2 separate regions of the Columba livia genome follow, and region 1 is linked to region 2. The links are chromatin contacts, called in public Hi-C maps. All regions are on one chromosome and are shown on one strand. The core of a region is the stretch at or near the end of the contact, and the rest is flanking DNA. Distances in the headings are between cores, read along the strand shown. Region 1 has its middle 74 kb from the start of SORL1. Region 2 has its middle 19 kb from the start of UBASH3B.

What was found. A called contact is a pair of places that touch in the nucleus more often than the background predicts.
Region 1: a contact with region 2 is called in a Hi-C map of liver, with 4 times the contacts expected there. The contact joins two enhancer-like sites. A contact is called at or near these places in 2 of 2 Hi-C or Micro-C datasets (crop and liver).

The regions. Positions count from the first base shown.
Region 1 is chr24:5,251,897-5,258,486 of bColLiv1.pat.W.v2, reverse strand. No RefSeq gene overlaps it. Among named protein-coding and RNA genes, the nearest start is that of SORL1, 74 kb to the left of the region's middle. Within about 2 kb of position 2,671, at least 2 of the 3 cell types and tissues checked have an H3K27ac peak away from gene starts, as active enhancers do.
Region 2 is chr24:5,008,912-5,015,401 of bColLiv1.pat.W.v2, reverse strand. No RefSeq gene overlaps it. Among named protein-coding and RNA genes, the nearest start is that of UBASH3B, 19 kb to the right of the region's middle. Within about 2 kb of position 4,466, at least 3 of the 3 cell types and tissues checked have an H3K27ac peak away from gene starts, as active enhancers do.

The DNA.
Region 1 (6,590 bases), core at 1,422-3,921, 240 kb before region 2:
CAGAGTGACTTTTTAGTGACGTATTTGACCTCTGTATGCCTTGAATCTTAGTGTTATTTACATCTGTCATGAGAGCGAGGGAAGCCTCTTTATCCTGTTCAGATCCACCAGACTTCCCTTCCGAGGCCTCGGCCGCTTCATTTAGAAGAAATCCTAAATATTTGTTTTAATTGCGAAATGGATTCTCATGAACCAGCACGTCTGTGTGCTATCGGGCTTTGGATTGCAACGACCCTGGCATGTGGGCTCGTAAGGCAGATGGTCAGGGAAAAGCACCTTGGCACGGTCCTCACTGGCATCTTGGAGACAAAGGGCTGCAACCATCGCGGCGCGGAGTATTTTATCTTTCACTGCAGATTTTGAAATGCTGGATCCGGCAGGGTGCTAAGCTTCTGTCACTGTCTGTCAGCCCTTCGCTCCCAATGTCTTTCTCCCCATAGTCTGGCTGGTGGGGCGGCAAAGTCTCTTGGCAACAGCCGGAGCCGCGGTTCTGTTCTCAGAGCCACCTGCGTGGCCGTAAGTGAAGCATCATCTCATTCTGCATCCCGGTCCTTCCCTTTCTGTCTTTCCTAGAGGTTTTGAATGGCTCCATCACAGATTGACAGGGATTGGAAGGGACCTCAAAACATCATCCAGTCCAATCCTCAACCCAGAGAGTGCCCAAGGCCACCCTTAAAAAGGATAAGACTTTCACAAGCGCTCAGCCATGATCCCAGCACCAGTATTTTTAACATTTCACATCCTGATCTGCCGAGGAATATTTTGAGCTTTTTGTGGGGGACAGTGACGCTGTTCGTCAGCCGGGCAGCTCTGGGAATGCGTACCCAGTAATCACAGATGTTTTCCTCTCCCTTAAACTTGCTTGTGCCGTTTCGCATGTGAAGCAGTGGCCTCACATGGAGACCGGAGGACCCAGAGGATGGTTTTGCATGCAAACTGGCTTAGAAACACTGATGAAGATTGACTGTGTGTGCAGCACAGGCTGGAAAGCCCATGCGTACTTTCGCAGATGAAGATTTAGTCTCGGTTTAAGTCTTTGAGGGATGAGGCCCACACAGTTATGTTGAGAAGAAAGTAGATTCCTATGGGTGCAAATGATAATCCTCCCTGTCTTTCCTAATAGCTCGTCAGATGATCCTCGATCTAAAATGACATGAGAAACCTTTTCGTGCCTCCTTATGTCCAGCATGGCAAATTTAGCCCATTTTAGAAGATCCAGCACAGGCAATGTCACAAACACACACTATTAAAACGCTGGAATCGGAAATATTAATTTAGCTCGGCACATTAAGTCCACAGATCTTTCTACCAATTATTTTAGATAATTGTAACTATCACCACAAACAGTTTGAGATGCACAGGATCTGCAATTATCTGTATTTCCCCCCCACTGTAAATGAAAGGGATGAGAAGTAAAACCGTCAGGGAACAACTTAAAGCTTCTATTTGCTGGGTGGAAAATCCGAACAGTTTCTTTGACAGCTTAAAAAAATGGATTATCTAAAGAAAAAGGAGATGGATGGTGGCAAATATATTTGCAAACAGACTGAAAAAGGGGCCCTAGAAGGTGGAGAAAGCACTGATGGATAAAATCTGAAGAATTCAAAGGAAAGGCAATCAGTGGAATGCAAAAAACCTGTAGAAATAAGTGAAGAGCAGAGAAGAAGAACAGAACCCCCCCAAAACAGTGCTAGACTGAGCAGGCTTCTCAGCCTGTAATTTCAGCCTTATTCACACCACATTTGGGGGTTTTTCTGCTCAATAGGGACCCAGGGGTGGGATGCAGGGACTGTGGAGCATCCTGCTCTCGGTGACTGGTCACCATCCCACCCAGGGCAAGGGACACGGCCCCACGGTGTGGCACCCACGGATGAGAACCACCGAGCACACCCAGCAGGAAGAGCCACTAGAGGGCCCCTGGGCCAGCAGAATGGGATTAACCTGGTTTGGGGAGTTAAATGCCCTTCATTTTCCTTTGCAGACACAGACAAGTGACCTTTTCAGGAGCGTAAAGCCACAGGGTTCGGCCCCAGTCCCTCCAGCGGCTCAGCCGTCGGTTGTGACCCTGCCACGCTCTGGTCACGGCTGATAGAAATTCAGCAGCAAAAACACTCCTTACAGAGGCTCTCGTGCTGCTCTGGAGGTCTTCCAGCTAGCCCCACATCCAAACCGAGCCTATTTAACGTCTAATAAGTCAAGCACAGCCTGGAGAAGTCTGATTTTCAAGCCAGAGTAGCATCTTGCACCCATTTTGAAACGTCCATTTGGAAATTCAGCGTGAATAACACAAACATTAGGCAGATGCTGCCACTTACCCAAATGTCTCAGAGGGACAAATAGGAACCGAATCTGAAAGCAAATGAAGCAACCAGATTGTAGCTCTGAAGTGGACTATGTACTAAAATGAATGAAAAACCTGGCAGGAAGGAGCTAAGCGTTCACCACTTGATCTACCTAAACCGTAAATGCACGTGTATTTGTTAGCTCTAAATCTGAAGACATAAAAGCAGGTGAGCAGGGCAGGAGAAAACCCATTTTTGTGGACTAGTTTGTGCCTTCATGAGGACAAATTGCTCCAGAAAGCCAAAATCGGGCACATCTTAGGATGTGCTGGACCAGTGCGGGTCCGGAGGGAGTACCAGCAGCTGCTTTGGTTTGTGCAGAAGCAGCAGCAGGTGCATGGGGAAGGAATTGGGCACAAAGAATGTGTTTTCACCACCTACATCATGATTCTGCTCCAAGATGCTCCACGCAGGAGAAACACCAGCATCTCCCAAGGTACCACTGCAATGCTTAACCCTGCGGGGAGCGAACGAGCCCGAAACGGGACCGGCTGAACGCGCTGGTTTTGTGCGAGCGCTCTCAGCCACCCAGACGCTGAGCATTCACTCCGAGAGCACATTTAGTGCAGCTGGCATTGTGTCAGACGAGACTCGCTCCGTGCAGGAAATACTGAGCACTTGGACGCGCCGAGCGAGGGCTGGGAAAGCGTCCAAGATTATGCTTCACATCTGCTCCTGCGAAGCCAGTGCAAGCCCTGTTTTAGCGTGTGGTGTAAACAACAGCAGCACTAGTGAAACACAAGCACAAGCAAAGGTTTGGGGCCATCTTGAGACCAGCGCCTTTGGAAATGGGGAAAGCGCCTTGTTTGGCGACAGCTGGTGAGGAGAAAACTGCAGGTGAAGGTTTCTTGGGGGAATAAATGAAAAATAAGGTTGGATGGGGAAGGGTGCAACTTTAAAGTTGAAATGTAATGTTTTGGCCAGGAATTTAAAGCCGTGACATCAATTCCTTGATGAAATGCTGAAATTCTGACCAGCTTTGCCTATAGCATTCACCAGCATCTTTTATCTTGCGTATTCCTAATAATCATATTTTCTTTCAGCAATCAGAATTTATTCTTCAAAAAAAAGTCACTGAGGCACAATTCCAGCCACCTCCTGGCTTTCCTTTGCTTTCCCTCATCACCTCCATAGACCACAAGCCTATTAAATGCTTCCATTCCTATTTCTGGCACGAATAAATCTAAATTTTCAAGCCTAGCAAACCCAGCTAAACAACTGGCATAGAGATAAATGATTCTTCTAAGATAATGTACAATTCTCATTACCCAAGGTCCTTCTTTTCTCCAGTCCCCCCAAATACTGGTTTTAAAGTCCTGCAAAACCATGGCTTTGTGCCCCAAAAATAAAGGTACCAGTTTAATATAACGGAGAGTTCCCTGCAGTGTGGTGATGGGTTCTTAGTCCTTGCTATAGAAAATGATTCATGATATGGCAGTTCTCACCCAAACCGGGAGCAAATTCGGAGTTTGAACAATGAAAATCTTGAAAAAGATTCTTGAAAATCTTTGAAATGAGACTTAGCACCCTCTAATAGCGCAATAAATGGCATTCGGCTCAAACTCCCCAACACTGCGAGGCAACAGGAGAACAAAAGGATTTGAAGCATGGATTAGATCATTCCAAATGGTCTCAACATTGGTGGTGCAGGGGTTTTCTTTCTTTTCCTTTTTCCCCAGTCTCGTGGCAAAGGCTGGATTTGAACCTTTCAGGACAATGTTTTGACACAAATATTGAAGCTATTTAAAATAAGTAATAACCTTCTGTTCCCTTCAAGAGTATTATATTAAAAACAGAGAATGGGATTAAAACAGATTAGCTCCCGACATTTCTTAATGTGGCAAACAGCATCAATCAGATCATATCAATGAAAGCTGACAGCTCAGGGAAATCCAGAGGAACAGATTCTCTTAGAAAAAATGAGATATTTGATCAATTTTTTTTTTTAAAAAAAGCTGTTAGAAACTGCGTTGACTTCATAAAAATGTAATGACAGCTCAGCCTTTGCTTAGCATAACATCCTGGTTGTGTGTGAGAACATTAAATTAACGCAACCTGGTGACGCCACGTGCAATATAAAGCTAAATACTACTGTCCATTTACTGTCCAAATACTATCGCCCATTGACTTTCTACCTGCTGAAATAAGGGAAACGCCTTGCTTGCAATCCAATCTTGCAGTTTAATGCCTGGAGACAAACTGGTGCAGAAACTCCCCTACCCATGAGCTATGAACTGAACATCAGGTCCCAAAAGGCAACAAGACCACAACGAAAGCCCAAGTTTAAGCTGCAGAAATTCCTATTTTACCTCTCTCTCCAACTACCCGCAGCCAAAATGCTGCTTTTCTCAGCTATCCTGTGAATATAGTAGAGCCCGGTGCTTAAAATGGCATTATCAGCGCGCTCCGCGGGAACCAGAGATCCAAATCCCTTTGCATTCACTTGGCATAATCTTTGGGAAATCTCTTTCCAACTGTTTTTAAATAAATCCTGTTAAATTCTGCAGTGAATTGTCCTTATCTCTCCACACCTGTGTGCCAGCCCTGTCTTCTTCTACCTGTTTTTCCCCATGCCTGGACAAAAGAGGGTGGATCTGTGCATATCAGTGTGTATGTATGGCTGAGATGAACCAAAGAGACAATTAGCTTCAGCTGAAAATAAACATCATGAAACTATAGACGCCTAATTTTTGCACCTGGAAGATCCTCTTACAGCTATTCACTACTAATCACTCTTAGCTAATAAATGAATAGAATAACTAATGTGATTAGAGCAATTTGCCTATTCATCGGGAATATTAAATGAATTGAATATTTAGTGTTTGACTCGTCTCTCGGCGTTTCGTTGATACTGTAATTAGCCGTGCGCCTATTCCTGTGGCAAAAACACCCCATGGCCTTCAGAACGTAAGGATGCTTTGGTTCTTTCTGCATTGCTGGACAGACAAACACTGTCTTCTATAGACATCCAGGTGAACTCCTAGACAGGTAATAGTCCTGTTAATACATGCCAAGGCAGTGGCTGTTATACTTTAATTTTGCAGAGAAATCAGGCAGAAGTTGAACTATGGAAATTATAATACAAAAGAACTAGTGGGTAGCTATTCAAATAAGGATTTCAGGTATAACCATAATGTAAAAAAGATAATTTGAATCTGGGATACAGCTTTCCAAATCCATACAAGATTCTTTGAGAGGAGACAGGAAAGATTTGGACAAATAATGCCGATCCTCATCCATGTCTAGAAAATAATTAGGATATATAGAACAATACAGAAAAGATGCATTAATAAAATTGCCAAAGATGATCTGTCACTTCCTCCTGGTAAGGAGCCAAGGCATTTTATCAAATGCATTTGCACTTAACCAGAATGATATAATAATCTTCCTTAGTCATATCTTTTCATGCCTTCCTGCTGCTCCGCAAAGCAGACATCAGGGTTTTCAGGAGACATCCTCAAAATGCGGCATTAAAATTAAAAAGGGAAGAGGCTGCAGCTAAAAGCTGCACAAACAGAATCACCTTCAGCAAAACCTTGAGCATGAAATACACGGCACAGTGCATGTCCGTAGCAGGAAAGGAAATTAAGAGGAGAAAACAATGAATTATTGAAGGCTTCAGGGTGCTCTCATCTGGATAGATTTAAAATCAAGATGTCACTACAACATTTTTTGGCGTCTCTTGTTGTCTTTGATTGGAGTGATGTAGATATGAGACAGAGCTTTACTCTTTGAGAAGGCACAAGGGCATAACTAGGGTTTCATTTGGGTTTCTCCCCTTTTAACACCGACCTCACACAGTTCCAAGTCTCTTCTTTTTGTTCATTTATGTCTCTTTGTTTCTGTTTTAGGATTTATTTCTTTTTCTTTCTTTTCCCAGACAGCTGCAGAGAAAAGCACAGACCTAGAGAACTCCAAATGTTAGTACCGCTGGTGTTCCGCTACAGCATCCTCACTAATTATGTCTCGCTAAATCTATATCTTAGCTCCCAGATGTCTCTGTGCTGAAGCAATACCTGGATTCTTGTTTCAGAATGGGGTTATTATATACCACAAAGCTACCTGCAGAACATACTTCAAGGTAGATATAAGGCAAAGTCTCTTCTAAATTCTCTTTCATCTGACATTACGTAATGTGGTAATTTCCCCTTCTCAGGTACTCACAGCTCCTCCCCATTACTTTGCTTTCTACTTAGACCTGGAGTTTTTACTCTGAACCTCAAAACAACTTCCCACGTTTATTTAGGT
Region 2 (6,490 bases), core at 3,217-5,716:
TGAAATTAAAAATGTAAATGTATTTCTGATCGCGGTTGCAGATTCCTTCCCCTCACCCCGCTTCCTGAAAATTAGTGTATAAGCCTCTACCACCACATTTCCAAGACAGCTTCCTGTAATATGACTGGAGGCATATGCCATCAGCACCTGAATATTACTTTGTTGTTAGGGACCAGCCATATGTTTCCTATTTAAAGAAAAAAATACTTTATATCACAGGAAGCCACTTTTTCTAGCAACAATAGCAGAGGTTCTTGTAACCGTTTCGCCCATAGAGGGAAAAATAATGACTAACCACCAACTCTAGTGGGTTTATCGCAGTGTAACCTGTTGTTTGAGTTTTCATATTCAACAAATCTTATGTTCTGATTAATTTATTCAGTGAAATGGCGCTACTGCAACAGCAGCCGGGGGAAATTAAAAGACTTCAGGATGTGAAATAGCGTCAGCTGCCTCAGTCGCTGTTTCTCCCGCCTCCAACTAAACTCGGCTTTATAAAGGGAAAGCAAGCTTTATATCTGACAGAACATTTGGCCCTTTGACAAGGGGACACATCCTGAAAACTGAGACCCGGTAACTTGACATCAAACTTGCAAAGTTGTATTAACGATAGTTTCTGATACTACACACAACCGTAACGTGAAGTGTCTGGAATGGAAGGCTGAGAGGAGTTTGCCAAAATTCTATTACCTTTTTCCTTTGGAAAGGAAACTTTCTTTCAAACAACATTATGTGCGATGACAATGATTTTCCTCCTGAAAAACACCCTGAGTACATTGCAGTGTGATAGACCACTGCAAAGTGCAGCTTTGCTCCAAACTGCCTCCCATATGAAGAGGGACTAATTACAGCTCATAAGGCACCATTTCTGGAGCTTAAATCATTTGGGTTTTCAACTACAATATTTAGTGTTTGATTTCTAGCAGGGACCAAAACCAATGTTCCTTCCTCGGAAGCTCTTCTGGAAAAGCTCCACGTCCCAGGCGTTCTTTGCCAGCTGGCCAAGCACTCAGAAACACGGGTATTTATTTCCCTTCGATATTGAGGTGGACACTTGATGCGCCTCTTGACAGAAATTGAAGGTGTGAAAAGCTTTAAGAGAAAAGCGACAGCATTAAGGAAAGCTTGCCAAAGATGGAGGGTTCAATATTCTCAAGGTATTCTGATGGTGGTAGGTTCATCTTCCATCTGCTTTATGAGAAGAAAGGTATGAGTCTCGAACTGCTTTGTGAGAACTTTAGTTCACTTCTCACTCAATTTCAGCTGAGATTCTTCAGTCGCCCAATGTCGGGAAGTTTGCAGTCGGAGCTGACTGGTAAAGCTGCTTCACCATCGAATTCAGGTTGTCACAACATGAATTTGAGTTGAAATTCTCATTATATTCTTGAGAAAATGAAAATCTATTACAAACTCAGCCTCGCTCTGTATATAAGCATTTTAGGGTTGATACCCCAAGCTAAACTTCCTTCTGAGCAGTAAAGTTCTGCTCATGCAAAACTCTGGCACAAAGAGTCTCTCCTGGTCTCGCCGCACTGTAATTCATATTGTCCATCTGAAATTCTCACAAGTTCAGACTCAAGAGCCCCTTTTCCCTTAGAGCTTTGGCTGAGCTTCTTTCAGGATATTATGGTGTTTCCACACAACTCCCAGATGTGTGAAAATTAGCAAACAAATACTTAGGGTTAAATATATATATATATATATTATTATTATTATTTGACAAATTGGTGTGTGCAAAGCGGTTCAAAACTCCGTCTGCATTAGCAGCAGTAATGGGATGTGATCGAGCTCTCCCTCGCTCGCTCTATTGTCTTGCAGCCTCTGGGAGCTGCATCTGGCAGAAAAGTTGATCAACTTGGGGTAGCTAATCAGGCTGCTGCAATTTCCGGCCCTTTCTTTCCCGGATTCCTCAGATCAAAGTTCAAGTCCCAGAATTATTATTCCCCGAATGCTTAATGAGCTCCAACCGAGGGACACCAAAGGCAAAGCTAAAACATTGACCGTGCACTTCATTGAGTTTGGCCAATGCGGCTAAAAACAAGAGAGCGGGATCCATAGCACGCAAAATCACAATATACAGATTTGTATTTTAATCCAATTAAGATTCCTATGCGCAAGCAGGGACGGCAAAGGGCTTTAGTGACTTTGTAAAGAGAAGTCTGCTTTGCTCATTGCTTTCCCCGTCTTAAAATTTTGCAAAGGTAAAATTGGCCTGGTCGTCAATAATTTCTAAAGAACTCTCTTTTGGGAGAATAGCAGAGCCCCACAAGCACAAAAGCTTCCTTGAAGACTCAAGTTGGGGATGTTGAAATGCAAAAGTCAGATTTCGCCAGGAGGCACGATTTCTGAAGGCAGATGATTGCACCTCAGATTAGGTTCTTGAAGATCTTTGCATGCAGAAACATTGCTTTGTTCTGCCAAACACTCCCCGAGTTTTCTATTCACAAACGTGACCCCTAGGAAAGCCAGCCAAGATTCTTTCGCGTTATCAGGTCACAATGTTCAGGGCCCAATTATTTTAATAGTTATAAAAAAAAAACTGACAATGGTTCAGCACGACAGTGAGAATTGTATTCAGGGACTTAACAAGTCGCTCACTCTAACATCTGGCATGTTCTTTCGAGAAGACTAAACACATGGAGAGTCTTGCTGCAAAAGTCAATGGAAAGGAATGATAATTGCTCATTAGAATGCCTCCTCCACAGGTTATTTTTAACTTCCCTGACTCTTTCTAATCATGGTGCATGCATCAGATGATACTGAAAAGGGTCAGTGCATAGGTTTCTGCTCTCCAAAAACACACTTGTAACAAAGCCTTTTCATGAAGCTGAAGATTCACATGCTTCACCGATGGCACCTGGTTTGGTTTTCAACGCCAAGCAGGGGCCCTAAAAAAATCCTCCCGCAGCACCACGTTTTTAGCCAGCGATCCAGATTTCAAAGGCGAAGACTGACTATAAAAATCAAGAGCTTTATTTTAATCTATGATGAAGACGATTGTTTTCCCTCTCTCTCAGCTTTAAGAATGCTACGCATGGGAAGAATCGGAGATACGCAAATGCATTAGAAGACATGAGACATAGAGAATAAGGACTGAGTCCTAATATCAGGAGCCTGGAGGCAATAAAGAAGGCACTACATGTTAAATTAAGCAAGACTTATTCATCTACTTTTGAAGGAAGAAAAATTCTGGCTGCATTTCCATAGTGTATTCTACCTCATGTTTTCCAGACTGGGGGTACAGGTTCTTTGCATTCTTAAAATAAATGTTACTAGGTCATACCTGTGAGTATGCAGAGGAGAGACAGCAAACTGGTCGTGATGGACTGTATTCCCCTAAGGACACCTTCACATCCCTACCGGTGTCTCCTCTGCCTTTCAGCAAACACATCCCAGCTCAATCCTGTCTAAATGAGTTCAGATCCTTTCGCTGAACCCATCACCATAGCATCTGAGCCTTTGTAAGTGACACAAAAACTATTTGCATGGGTCACCCCACTTCCTCTCAACCTAGTTACATAAAACTTTTTCTCTTTTTTAATGGGGGTTCAGCAGAGCATTAGGAAAAAGTGGAGATTCTTTGTGGTGCAACATCAAAGACTGCACACAAGGAATCTTGTTCTGAAGCCTCACACCAGGAAAAGCCAAATGAATGGAAAGCTCACATCAGACAGTTAGAAGCCAGCAAAGGCAATGGACCTAGAGGCACAAGGAAAGCTTAAATCCAATAGTTTACAGCCGAGACTCAGGAGGCTCCGTCCTTATTTAAGGCTTTTAAACCAGCAAAAGGCCGTTTGAAGAGGAACTGAAGGACACGCTCATAATGGGCTGTAATTTGTTTGTTTATCTGTCTGTTTTTAATGAAGGAACCACAGAGCCTACTGGAGAATATTTGAGTTTCACTTCTGTCACTGGCCCAGCCATTCTCTAAAAGCACTGAGACCACATCAAATAGCTGCCAGAGCTCCCTAGGAACGGGCCTTAAAACATGTTTCAGAGCACGGAGCCCTGGGGGAAGCTCCTGGAATGCAAATCTTCTTTCAGCAACCAGACACGACCCCGACAGTAGCCGCACGAGCATCCCTCCTGCACCAACCTGCCCCCGGACCACCCTGGAAGGATCAATTGCAAGCGGAGGAATTGAGATCAGGCGTACGGGGGGGGCTTTTGAGCCTTGATAACTGGAGCGAAGCTGCCAACAAACAGGCCACCTGCACAGCGGGGATGTTGGACACCAGCTGGCCCGCGCCTGCCAAACCGCTTCACCTCCACCAAACAGCTGCAAGGAAACGCTCGGGCCAAAAACAAGGCAAGGATTTAGAGGGGAAAGCCTGACGCTCGCAGGAGCGATTCGGGTCTGAGCCATCTAGTGTCGGTTCCCAGCCCGCTGCCTCCGCCAAGGCCTGAAATCCCAGCCGCTCTCGCTTTGCTGTTTTCTCATTTTTGCGGTTTTCCTTTGGCGCTTGTGACAAATCCCTGCTCCTCCCAGGGCCGTGCCCTTCACTAGCACCGGGTTTTGCTGAACACAGAACGAAACCAGGGTGGCGAACTACCCAGAAGTGCCCAAGACGAATGAACCCTCCCTTCTAGGTCAAGGCCATGCTGGCTCTTATAGCCACATCCACGATACAACACTGACCTCCTGTGGCTGCTGCTGCTCCTCAGCCCCGACCCAGAGCAGCGAGCTCCTCCCTTCTTCCTTATTATTTAGACTATGCTCCCTTCTTCCTTATTATTTAGACTATCTGGGCAAAATGAGCTGAAAACTCCCTCCCTGCACATCCCTTTACTTCTCTTCCATGTGTCTATCAGCACAGAGAGGATGAAGGAAAGCTTGCCTGGCATCAGTCCCAAAGGAAAACCCACCTTCAGGACATAAAACTAGTCCCTGACACAGGGACAGAGCCATGGATTTCTATAAAATCAGACTTGCGCTGTACTTGCACTTCACCCTTGTGAAGGCATCTATAAACAGATTAATTCCACCCCTATTTCAGTGGCACCACTGAAGTGATTTCTGTTTTTCCTCATAAATTGAAACAGAAATGGCATCTTTGCCTGTATGAGAAGGGTGTCTTGGGGATGCTGGGATGTACAGTCATGCCCGTAGATACCGCAATTCTGAGCAACGCAGTGGGAAGGCAGCTTGTTCAGGTTTTTATGGTTGTCAGAGCTACCAGGTTTTGAAACAACTTCCATAGTGTGTTTTCCTTTCCTGCAAGCTTATGCTCTTTTACCACAGGCTCTCCAAGATCAAGACTTTTATACCGAACAGCAGCAATACGCTACTCAAAGACAAACAGCTGCCTCCTAAATGCAATTGGAAATCAGCAGGGACCACTGCATCTCACAGAGTGAAATTGTACCTGTTGGGTTGCTCTAGGTGACCCCAAAACCCGTCAAGGTCCTGCAGATGTGGTTTGGAAGGGGTACAGGGGGTACACTCAGTTTGCCACAGTGAAAGGACACTTTCTGTCATGCTAGCAAGAAGTGAGAGGGACCCAAGAACCATTGCCCTTGCCAGAAGCTGTTAATCAGTTGGGTTTTGCCCCTGTACAGAGCAGCAGCTCCTGCTGAGCTGAGAATTATAAACCTACATTTCCACTCGCACTCGCCCCCAGCCTGCCCCTCATTTTGAACATTGGGTTGTAAATGATGCATAACCCTTCTGGGCCTTCTGCCTGGGCACAGAAACTTTCCCACACCGAGGGAATTAAAAACTAGGTTAAACATACTTGTCACTCCAGTAAGTTCCTTAAAGCAGATGCAAAAGACTTTTTCTCATCACTTCTCATTAGAGTTTTGTGACAAGATTCCCTGCAAAGGCTGGAGGTGTCAGAACACAGCTGAAACACAACAGAAGGGCTTGGGGTGGCCCATCCAGTCACCTCCATGTGTTTAACAGGCTTGTTCACCAACATCTATCAGCCCTTCCAGAATTTAGCAGGGTAAAGTCATAAAAGTCACGTAAGAGATTAAACTGACAGTCTACCTGAATGCACACTGAATGCTTGATCCTTAATTGAGCATATAGGTGCTCTATCACCCCTAAGGAAAGCCGGATGGCAATACTGATGTCAGATATACATCCCAAAGTACAAAAGATCAGGTTACCACATGGGGCATCTTCTCAGCCAACTCCCACATCATTTAAAGACAAGGTAGAAGCATCCAGAAGATTATTTTTTAAAGCCCTCTTCTCAACACATGGTATATGTGTCATTGATACACAATTAACTGCATGTGTGCAATGACTGAGACATTGGCAGAAGAAATGTACGTCTAAAGGAAAAGAAAAGCAAAGAGACATGCCGTGACATGTTATCATTAGGGAGTCATAATTTCCTTCCTGTAGTCATACAACAGCTGTCACTAACATCTTGAACACAGACCATGTATTAGAATACCACAGCAAATGCCTTTTCAGGCAAAATAAAGAGAGGGCATGTTAACTGGGTGAATAGCAGGAAGAATATTTTGACAGCTTGAA